2 separate regions of the Zea mays genome follow, and region 2 is linked to region 1. A link is a contact called in public Hi-C data. All regions are on one chromosome and are shown on one strand. The core of a region is the stretch at or near the end of the contact, and the rest is flanking DNA. Distances in the headings are between cores, read along the strand shown.

Region 1 (6,305 bases), core at 819-3,318:
TTACCAAAAATGGTTGTTGCTCCATCCTGATGCAAATTATCAGCAAGTAAAGATATATGATCCGATAACATCAGATTTGAGCCATTCACCTTTGCACTCTGAAGCAATTTAGAGCTTGACGATGCTGACAAAGATTGTTTTGGATATCTCAAAGTACTTCCGTTAGAATTATCAAAAGTTCTAGTAGACGGATTTATTTCATTGCTTGCTGAAGTTGTGAAAATATTTATACATTCTGCATATGGTTGCTCTTTATTGGTCTTATATTCATTTCCTAACCTCCCACTGCTATCACCGACATTAGAGCAAGAGTGGAGCTTATTCTGGGCTTCAGAAGATTTGAATTGCTGACATGTTGGATTATAATTGATGCCACAAACTTCAGAATCATGCGCCCTACTTGATGCATGCTCAGCTGATGGGCTAGGCTTTTTACTAAGGATGGACTCATGTGGTACTCTCACTAACTCAACTGATATGCTAGACTTCTCATCAAGGATGGTTTCATGTGGTACTTTCACTTGATGCAACTCAACTGATATGTTAGGCTTCTTACCAAGGATGGATTCATGTGGTGCTCTCATTTGATGCAAATGAGCAGAAGCTATAGGTTTTTGAGCTGATGAATGGGACCAAGTAGAAGTTGGCGATGCTAAAATAGAAGCTTTGTCTAGCTCAATTCTATTCTTCCCTACAGGACATTCAGGAACACCAATTGAACCAACCGGCTTGTTAGCAGAACCAAATGTGGTGTTTGTCTTCTTTACATACATCTGAAGTGGCTTCAACCCATGACGATTGACTGCCTTTCCCATATTACTGTCTGTTGTAAACTCAGAATGAAGCTTATTCTGCACTTCAGAGTATCTCAAATGCTGAGACATTCGATTACATTGACCATTATAAACACCAAAACTAAGAGTTTCATTTCTTGGCAAACACCCAGTTGATATGCCTGGCTTATCAGCACGGACAGGCTGGATTGTTGCTTCTGCTTGTGAATGAGCAGACAGCACATGTCTATAAGATGACAAGTTGGACAAAGTACGATTTTCCGGTGGAACTGTGGTATTCGCTTTTGCACCTTGTGTGGAGTCAGAACTTGATGATGATAATGATGAAACAGAATAATGGTCAACCTCACTCAGCGTCCTTCCTGTAGAACTTTCAAAAACTCCACCAGCTGGCACCACACGATCTTGACTAATTTCAGTTGCAGATGACTTACTTGCCTTCTTAACATACTTTTGAAGAGGTTTCACTCTAATTTGACTGTCTTCCTTTCCGTTACAATCACTCTTACCATAACCGAAACGAACCTTACTATTTGAACACTTCAAGGTATCTGAACTATTCGGATGCAGCTTGCAACCTAGCACACTTCTTGCAGGTGGCGGCTCTGGTAGCAGCAGCTCTCCTGCTGTAAGGTTTTCCCAGAGCCAGACCTTAGTAGCTGCAGCAGCAAGTACCTGAGATGATGCACTGGGAGGTCGTACTAGCAGGATATCATAGCGTTTCATCCTAAGTCGGTGAAGGAGATCAGAGAGATCTTCATCGCCGGATATAAGCAAGTAGCTGCCCGGTGGAGGATTGTCGAATGCCCAGAACAACATGTCGACAAGCATCCTCTTCTCACTGGTGTCTTTGCACCCTGCAAATGTCAGGTGAAACCGTGAGAGGGATTCGATTAGCAGCGGGAATTCAACTAGGCGGTAATGTGCTGAGAGCAGGAGGGGCAGAGTCAGTACTGTACCGGCGGGGACGTGGTTGAGGCATATGCCGGTGGCGGAGAGCGCTGCAAGGACGGGCGGGGGGACCTGGGCGGCGTCGCCATAGGCAGCGATCGAGACGGGGCCGACGTACCCCGCAACGGCGAGCGCGGCGATGAGGTTGTGGGCGATGCGGTGCGGGTTACAGCGGCCGCGGGGCACCGCGCACTTGTCGATGTTCCACCACACTGACGTCTTGGCCGTCGTCGCGACCGCCGCCGTATGAGCGCACTCTCCCATTGCATCCGCGGGTCCTATGGCGGTAAATCGCAGGGATGGTTTAGAGTTTCGCCGGCGGTGGAGCCGTCTGGGGCGGGTGGAGTTGTAATTTATTTGAAGCCGGCGCCGTCTCCGCCAAGGAACGAAGAGGAGGCAGAGCCAAATATGAGGAACCAGAGCCCTAGGGTGACCCGTTTAATTGAGTGGATCAGATCAATTCGTGCCTGTTTTATTTTACGCAATTTCAAAATTCAACCGGTCAGCCGGAGACAAAAGTCCGCTAAACACTTTCGTTTCAAAATAAATGTGCATCAATTACACTTTTCTAGATTTAATTTATAGACTAGTTAGTTGATCATACATTGATATGATATAGTTTCTATATAACTATATATTTAAATGATATATTTATTCAAACACAATTATATTCTTTATTTTATATATTTACATTATCTACTTTATATAATACAAACTGACATGAGTTATAGTGGTAAAAGTCAAACGTTTTATACTAAGTTTAATCGCTCGCGCTGCATTTGAGGAGGTGACACACAAAGAAACTTATACTTAAATATAGTACATATTATCTTATTTATTGTAAAAATATATTTACTATTGATCTAATAACATTTATTATAGACTATAAAGATTAATATGACCCTGTTTGGCACAGCTGCTGCTTGTTGAAAAAGCATGATAAGCTGGTAAAAAGCAGCTTCTACTTATTGGATGCTTTTAGTTCATTTTGAGAAGCAGCTGAACTGATAAGCTGCTGCAGAAGCTATCTGTTTGACAGAACTTCGGCTTAAATTTGTGAAGAAGCTAAAAATAAGTTGTGCCAAACAGGACCTATATATATATTATATTAAAAAGTTTAGTTTTGGAAAAGTGAGACGTACATTTATTTTTAAGACAGGGACGTTAAAGTATAATTTTCAATTAAATAGAAGTAGAGAAGAAAAGAACACCGTTTAATTAAAGTAAAAAAAATGTCACGCCCAAAAGAGTTTCACCAGCAAAATCGTCGTCCAGCCAAAGACGCATCAACGGCTCTCTAAAGAAAGTAAAAACAATATCCTGCACTAATAAAGATTGATCGTCAACAATCAACTGGACAGTTTAACTAATGTGGTTTTACAGTTTGTTATTTTAATCTTAAGTTAAACTTGTTAGAGAATCAAGTCTTGTTCTTGATTAAAGGACCCTTCACCGCGTATAGATAAAAGAGTGGACGAGACCAACATAGCAACCAACATTTATCGGTGCATTCTCGTCCCAACAAACCTAAATTAGACTTGATCTACTCTAACATGCTTAGTAAGAGAAAGACCATCAGCTTTGCACTACTACACCGACTCAGAGCATCTCCAAGAAACTCCTCATTTTTAGCTCTATATTTGACTATCTATTTAACTTTTCATAAAGATTACACTCTATATGTAGCATCTCACTCCAACAGACTATCTATCTAGTTTAGCTAGTCAGGTGGCTAGCCAAATTTGGCTAGTGAAAGAGTCAATTTGAAGAGCTAGATAGCTTGGCGAGTTAGATAGATAATCTGTTGGAGAGTTATTTTGCTATTGAGTAGCCAAAATTTAGCTTGGCGGGTTATTTAGCTAGTCTCTCACCACCATTGGTCTTGTCTGCTCTATGCCCCGGAGCCATTGTACATCTACGGTTCAATTATGACGCCCGCACTCACGCGGACATGTAGGCTTTAGCATGTCTACTTCGATTAACTCTAAGATCGAAGCTAATAGAGCCCGTTCTATATGTTCTAGTGGTTACTGATCAAGTGCTAGACCCTATAGGCTATAGAGTCTAACCATGGTATTAGAGCCAAGGTTTTGGAGCCTAAACCCTAACCCTAGAACCCAAACCCTCCGGATTTTAGGGTTAATATGAGAAAAGATGAGATAGCAAGATGAGATATGGAGATCCGTGAGTCAAAATGATAACTAGCCAAATAAGATTTCTCCTTCACGAGCTGGCTCGACTCAGCTCGATCAAGCAACGAAACCTGAGAATCAAACTCGGCTCAGCTTAGCATGAGCTCACGAGCCACTACGAGCCGAGCCATAACGTTCTAAGCTCGAGCCAGTTCATGAACGTGAGCTATTTTTCAGCCCATTATTATTGTAGCTAGGGATGAAAATGGGTCGGTATTATTTTAGCTAGGGATGGAAAAGGATCCAACAAAAACAAACGCCGAATAAACTTGACCAAATCCACGCTATGTGCACGATAACTGGACACCAGAAATGTTGCATTCTGAAGCTGACACGTCGACGAGAGGATGAAATCAGCTGCACTGGGAAAAACAATCTCACTTCTCACCCTCCCTCCAACCAATGACACACTTTTGGCAGGCATTTGGTTCAAAGAATTACACATTCTGCATTGAATCGATCCATTTTAACATTAATATTCATCGAATAATTTCAGTGAAAGATCATTCCTCATATTATATCGAACAAGCTGAGACTGAAAAAAACATGCTTTAGAGGCATTGGAGTAACAGGCTTACAGTGTTATGGTGAATCCCATTACTCACTCAAACTAATAAATACCTCGGATGCTCGACGGCAACTTTTTTTTTTGGAGGTTCGACAATTATAATGACAGTACAAATCAGTCATAAAACGATTAGGAATTACGATCACAATCCATTAAGATGATGAATGAACAATAAAGACAACAAGTAGGGACACGAACAGCTGAACAGGTGGCTGGCCTTCAGAACTATACTTGCATACCAGCACAGAAGCAATATCCTAATTACAGGAATGGTTCTTTTGAATAAATTACGGCAAGGGTTCCTCCGAATCTCCCAGCCGTGAAAGGTGGAGGTAAGCATCAGTTCCTACATTAAAAGAGAAAAAAAATATTGATCAACTAAACGACAAGAGTGTAGCTATGCTGTATTTCTGCAAGGAAACTGGTGCAGCAATATAGCAATTGGATCCTAATGCTAATGGAAATCTGAATTTCAGGCGTTATAAGTTCCCATAGCAAATTAGAAAAGCTAAAATAATGTGCAAGAATTGGCATTTATGCTTAACTTCCCAAGGTCTATGTGTAAATATTTTAACCTTCACTTGCACTTTACAAAACAGGAATAATCAGCGTTCAGAAAATTAACTTCATACTGATTTATGAAAATCAAAGAGAGATGAATACAGCCGCATTCTTCAGTGTGCTCAATATCTGAATATAATAAAGGTTAAGTATGTACATACCATATCCTTCCATAGAGATGATCTGCAAGTCCCCACCGAAATATCGAGCATAAAGGCGACTAATAGGGATCCCATAACCATATCCAGCCATAGTTACTCCTTCATTATGTCCGTCCAGATCAGGAGGGTTTTCTGCTGTACTATAGAGATACGTAAAAATTCTTGAGAGCCCACTCCTTGGTATTCCACCACCTTCATCACTAATCTGCAAAAATATGGTTTAGTCAAACAGTTCATAGCATAACAGATCATGAATAATTGAAACTATTGATTTTTGCTGATATAGGTGCAGCAGATACAAATTTGTCGTCCAACTATCACAACTAATGAGAAAATTCTAACAAAAGGCTTTGATCAATTAGTTGGATTGGCTATTTGTTAGCATCATAAAGGGCGCTTGATTTACGTCTCGGCTAGTTGTATTTGGCTACAATCAGAGAAAAAACGGAAGATCCTCAAGCCTAGTGGTTAAAGGTTTCCGAGTAGCACCTCCAAGACATGGGTTTGATTCCCCTCGGGGGCAAAAATTTTTTTTACTTGGTTAAAAAAATCCCCTCGCTATGTCTTATCCACTCTCGGGTTACGATGTCTTGTGTGCCACCCTCCGGTTGGACCAATGCAGAGTGGATGGTTGACGCCGGCCCGTTAGTGATGGCAAGGGTTCGGGGATTTTCTCGGCCGGAACCATTGTTTCGGTCTCTTCTTAATATAATATACTGGGAGGACCCCGGTTGAGTTTTTTTATAATCATAGAAAAAAACAGCTGGCATTGCTGGGGCCTAGATGACTATTAATATGGGTCTTGTATCCACAGGCCAACAAGAAATAAATGGAATCAATTTCCCTTGAATCTCTTTACTCCTTTGGCTACCAGTACCACCATGGAACCATGCCAAGAGAAGAAAAGTTCAGCATCAAGATCTAGGTCAGCTGCAAAAATGAAACTAATTCGCATGGCAACAATGTCTATTTATCTTCCAGGCACATATAAGACTCACAAAGGTCAACATCACTCAGATTTAAAGACAATTCACAACTTTCGTTCTCTACAGTTACCTTTGTTTTCTTTGCCTACCAC
Region 2 (5,734 bases), core at 1,824-4,323, 420 kb before region 1:
CTGTCGCCAAGATTCATGACATATACATCCTGGTCCTTCATTAACATTACAAGGACACACGAACCCATTAATGCAAGCTCTGGGTATCTATCAAGCTCCTTTTCCACAATTTTCATGTACGCTTCCTCTGTTATTTCAAGTGCCCGTGACATTGCCCTCAATACAGCATCATGTTCTACTGGTCCCGACTTACATCTCCTAGTGACTTCTGAAGATTTTATAACACTTTCATCAACATGAGGTTGATCTCTGTGCCAATCATAGTTCCATGGGAAAAACTTCTTCTGCAACATTTTTTGCTTTTTGTACATCTTCCTCAACTTTGATCCGATTAAAATTCTTCTCGTAACTTGCTTGTGCCCTGATGAAGATGTAGATATAGAACACCCTGTACACTCTTTAATACCTATGCCAAGTACACTATCAGCGTGTCTTGAACTTCCAAGACCTTCAGAATCATCAAAACATTCTCCAGTTGCTGCCAATGAACACCTGGAGACCTCAGCTGTGTTTCTTGAGCGCGCTTCTGCAGTGTCTGCCTGTGTAACATGCAAGTTTGGTATTTTACTTTCCTCTGGTGGCTCCTTAGATAACCTTGTGTTATAATCTTGCAGCAGTTCCATCTGAAGAAGCTCAAAGAGACGCTTGCTTTTTCTGTTTCCTTTCAAGAATTTGGCATGCTGATCACAATAGGAACTGGTTTCTGTTGCACATCTGCAGCTGGTGTTTAGATCTGTACCTGAAAGATCTCTGTTCGAGCTGTGGGGTTCTCTACTTTGGAGATCATTTCCCAGATCAGCTTCAACCATTTCCTCAACTATCTCATCCCTGCCCAACATCTCACTACTTGAACCATGTGGAGCCAAATCTTTCTCTTCACTGCTGGTACAGTTTGGCTGAAATTGCAAGGCACTATCATCACAACCCTTTCCAGGTGATACATTTTGTTTTCCAAAATTACCAAGTTCTTGTCTCCCACTGTCACTCTGGCACTGGCCACTATCATCATGAGGAGCATCCACAGAAGCAGCAACCAATCCACCCTCTTCATGAGTCGATACATGATCACTCCTTTCAGAGCTGTCTTCATAAACCCAGAGCAATCCTTCCAGTTCTCTATCAATGGCCTTGTATAGATTGCTCATTAAAAAGTCAGGCACATCAGGGCCACTAAATCCATCATAAATTCCAATGAACAACCATCCTTGCTCTTCGGATAGAACAACATGAACCCTATCTTCCCCTGCCTTTCCATGTGCCCACTGAAGGTTCCTTGTCACGTTATACTCAGGCTCGGGTATCCCAGATTCCAATCCATCCTGTGAACCTTCTGATCTGGACTTTGCGTCCCTTGCCCAGGGCAGTTGAGACATAGGATGCGACAGAAACTTTTGAACCCAGCCTGGATTTTGTGAGCTCCTGCTGAATGTTCTGGACAGTGCGGTTTTCATGGGTCTACTAATCCTATGTACAAGAAGCCTCAGACGAGGCTTCCTCCGTCCATAGGAAAGAGGTGCTGAGAAGTTGCTTCTGCTGCCAGCATCGATGGGGCCTGACATGAAGGCTCCCTTGTCCAATGGCCCAGACATGAAGCCGGAGCCTTTGTCCAGCGGGCCGGAGGCGAACCCTCTCTCCAGCGGCCCCGACAAGAAGGTGTTGAGCGGGCCCGACCCCCGCGGCACCGGCTGCAAGGGCACGGCGGCGAAGGAGGCGGTGCTCTCGAACGCGGCGGCGGGCTCCTGCACGTCACGTATAAGGGAGACGGTGAGGGTGCCCGTCCTGGCGGAGGACGCGTTCGCGCTGACGGAGGCCCCCGAGATGGTCCGGAAGGTGGTCTCGCCGAAGCTCCTGCAGGGCCGCTGCAGGCCGGCGGCTGCGGCGGCGGCCAGGTCGTCGGCGGGCTCCTGGCGGAAGGACCCGCTGCGGGTCTCCGAGTCCATGACGCTGGAGTCGAGCGTGTAGCGCTCGGAGTTGGAGGGCGTGATCGCGGGCGAGTCGGCGACGGCGCCCGGGCGGACGTAGCAGAAGGAGTGGCCGAGCCCTTCGTCGAGCGGCTCGAGGAAGTCGAGGTCGATGCCGCCGGCCTTGTCGGGCGGCGCGAAGCAGCCGACGACCCGGGACGTGCTGTTGCCCATGGCGGGCGGCTGGCGGCTAGTAGCGCCGCGCGCGCGTCAGCGTCAGCACCTCGCGGGGAGAGCGCGCCCCAATGCCCGTCGCCGAGGGCCCCGGGCGGCCGGCAGCATGAGCAGGCGGAGGCTGGCGCACGGCGAGAAGCTATCCCCGACCTGGTGCCCCACTCCCCGGGCCAGCCGCCCTCGCATCTTAGGCCGCCGCCCACCGCCTGGTCGAGGAAATGCCCCGGCAGCGCAACCCCATGCCAGAACCCGCCGCCGCCGCCGCACCACCACCAACTCGCAGGAAGCAGGAACCGATCAGGCAGGCACGCAACAGCGCCTCCCGCCTCCGCACAAGACCTCCCGTCGGATCAGGAATCCGGCCGGCGGCGAGCGAGCGACAGGAATGGGGGATCTACACCTGGCAGGGGCGAGCGCGGAAGGGGCAGGCCTCGCTCCAGGTCTTCGAGGGGGGTTTTGGTGCGATTTGAAACGGGTTGGGTGGGGGATGGGAGGAACGGAAAGGATGAGGAGGGAGCTGGGAATGGAATCGTTGGAAGCTGCGTAAGCGACCGAGGGAGGAAGTGGAGTGGAGCGCCGAGTGCAGTGGAGTGGAGGAGACGAGACTCGAGAGGGGGAGTTGGTGCTTTCGGCTTTCCTCCTCCTCCGTCTGTCCGGCACGCAGCACGCCAGTCGCTGGTCGGCAGGGAGGCTTGCCTGCTTGGTCGCCTTCGCTTTGCACGCTGGTCCCTCGCCGCCTCGCCTGTTTTGGTTCTTGCCTACCTTGCTTGTTCTCGTTTGTTTCGTCTCCCTCTCTCCTCGCCACTTTTGGATGTACCCCCCTCTGTTTTCTTCGTTTTTTTTCTTTTCTTAAAACTAGGCAGATCTCTATAAAATTCATGTATTTTTCTATATAGCTCCTGCACATCAGTTATGTAATCGAATGGTGTTTTGCTTTCAGTTCTGACTTGAGACGCTTGCGGAGGTAGGCCGGTTTTGTCTTACTGATTATGCTACGCCATTTGCATTTGCTCCCCCCCCCCCCCCCCCCCTAATTAAATTCTCATCTGCAAATGAGAATATTCAACTCTGATAAAAGTCTTTGTCTTTGTGAAGAAAGGCTCACTCGTTATGCATGTCCACCCTCAGGGCACATATAAGCCTAATTAATAGATGGTCTCTTAAGAGATATCTAGAGGTATATACAGCACTGGCACTAGCATGGTACTCCAAGTATAAAATACAACTAAAACACTATAATATAGTAGACATGTTTAAAACATGTGTATTACTATATTTATTGCATCAATCAAAATATTCAATAAATTGAATTGATCAATTAGCTAGTTCACTGTTTCGAGTATAGAGCCAAGACACAATCTTTATCAAGATACGTGTCTTGAGTTTTTTTATATTTACCCTTTAAATATATTCGAAGACATGTATCAAGACACTCATTATACATGTTCTAATAAAGTAACTGAACAAAATCAAGGGACAAACTCTGTATATTTATTTATGATCTAAGTTTTTAAATTAGTTGTCACTTTTACTTAGAAAATCGATCTAACGACTATGGATTATACATGCCCTCATAATCTATAGCAGACCTGCCTTTTTAAATATTTTGAGCCTTTGGGGCTACTGTCAGTTTTTTTTTCTTTTTCTTTCTCTGCCGCCCGCCTTTGTCTCCTGCCTATTGTTTTCTTGCATCATTGGATTTGGTGGTGCTGCAACTGCGAGAGTCAAAGCAAAGAAAAGGAGCAGGCTGGAGCTGGATGGCCCCACGCCAACGGGACACCCTTTGGCCTTCATCATGGTCGTTGTCGTCGCCACGATGGAGGCTGGACTCTGGTGGGGTTTTGCTCATATCCGGAAGACATTATTCCTAATCAAGCATGCTAGCTCCTTAAGGTATGGCTATCAACAGTGAGGTACTGTTAGGGATACCAATAAACTCTAAATTTTACACTAAAAAATTTAAAAATCAGATCAGATTAAGATCGAGCTTTATTTCTGTTTATTTTTGAGCTAAAATTTATTTAGAGCCTTAACGTTTTATGAATAAGCATTTGATGATCCATTAAACAATACTCCATCAATATAAGGCTAGATATAGAGTAAAACTTGCTACAATGGAGTACTCTATAGTCTACTGTAAACTTAGGGAGGCCAAACAAAACGCTATTTGCAGCGTCTCTATTTTTTTTACTCTACCAGAGATGTGTCAGTGGAGAGTGGAGACCTGCCTCCACACGTTCATGCAGCAAGTACGACGCCGAGCGACAACAGCCAGTGTGGCGGTAGGAGGCAAAAAAAAAAAGATATATATAACATGCGTAGTTGATATAAAGTTGATGTATGAAATAAATATCACTACGATAAATTATAATATAAAGTAGAGAATCTAAGTAATGACCGATAAAGATAAAATATTTCTTTTAACTACTAATTTAAAGTAGTATGAGTACATATAGTCTAAAACTCAAGTCTTCTACTCATACAAACCCATCATCTATCTCATCTACTAACTTACTCTTGCAACGGTATATAGATCATCTTGATTTCACTCGCCGTAATATAAGACCCAAACACATTATTGTCCGTGCCCATGTCATTCGCTGCACGAAAAAAAAGGTGGTGGAAAACTAGACCATCAACGTTATCTATAGCTATTGTACCCACTAGTTATACATCAATCATATTTAAAGATATATAGTGCAACATATATATGACACCCGAGAGTTCGATGCAAGCCAGTGTGGACCCTCTCCGTAAAAAATAAATTTAAAATTAAAGTGAACCCTTAAAAAATAAATAGACATATGACCCACATACCAGATATTAAACTACTGATACTGCATTGTATCTTAGCCAAAAGGTCAAGAAAGATACGAGTTAAAAAGAAAACATTTCCCTTTTTTATAGCTCGTTCGGTAGTTCGTTCTTCCTCAATTAGTGAGATGGTACCATCCGGAAGCGTTACATTGCGTGTGGATTGGATGTTTTTTCACGACCCATATGGGAGGTAAGGGTAAGCTTGTTAAGTGAGACATAGGGAAGAAAAACATATATGTGTTTTACGTGTGACATACGACACATGAAACTCGTGCTTTAAAAGAGTATATAAGAGATATAAGTTGAAAATGTTTAAATAACCTTTTGTTGGGCAACTTAATTGGGATTGCTGCTCTGAAAACTGAAGTGTGGAGTCCAAACCTTGAAGTCATCGGATGATCATACATCATACATGCGAGAGCAAATTTGTGACACGCACATGTACACAAGCTGTTTGGCACCAAAATGAGCGTGCGGACGGTCCGTGGTCCGGACAGTCCGCGCCTGTGGGCCGGACGGTCCGCGCGTGCGCAGAGCAGATTAGGGTTCCGAGTTTTGTGCTACGGTTGTTAGCTAGATTCGCGGAATTAGCTCGGAAATCAGTTGTGTAAAGGGTCCAGCCCCCTCCTCTATAAATAGAGAGGTATACGGCCGATTTGTAATCATCAATCGAATCAAAACACTTCTATTTCGCATTTATTTCCTAGGAGTAGTTCTAGTCTAGTTCTAGTTTAGCCTCCCGATCCCCAAATTCTTCGCCTCTCTTCGACTCTACGTGGATT

What was found. Hi-C and Micro-C count contacts between places; a contact is called where the count stands out from the background.
Region 2: a contact with region 1 is called in a Hi-C map of leaf, with 9 times the contacts expected there. The contact joins the promoter of LOC103635536 here to the promoter of LOC103635445 in region 1. A contact is called at or near these places in 5 of 25 Hi-C or Micro-C datasets (ear, endosperm, leaf and 2 more).

Annotation. Positions count from the first base shown.
Region 1 is chr1:64,138,621-64,144,925 of Zm-B73-REFERENCE-NAM-5.0, reverse strand. It overlaps LOC103635445, which reads right to left and starts at 2,068. Exons shown (of 3, transcript NM_001353861.1): 1 at 1,754-2,068; 2 at 1-1,651. The coding sequence starts at 2,009. LOC541677 (pyruvate dehydrogenase (lipoamide) kinase 1) reads right to left here. Exons shown (of 6, transcript NM_001111427.2): 5 at 5,228-5,432; 6 at 4,478-4,851. The coding sequence ends at 4,793.
Region 2 is chr1:64,564,980-64,570,713 of Zm-B73-REFERENCE-NAM-5.0, reverse strand. It overlaps LOC103635536 (protein phosphatase 2C 32), which reads right to left and starts at 3,073. Exons shown (of 4, transcript XM_008657970.4): 1 at 1-3,073. The coding sequence starts at 2,135.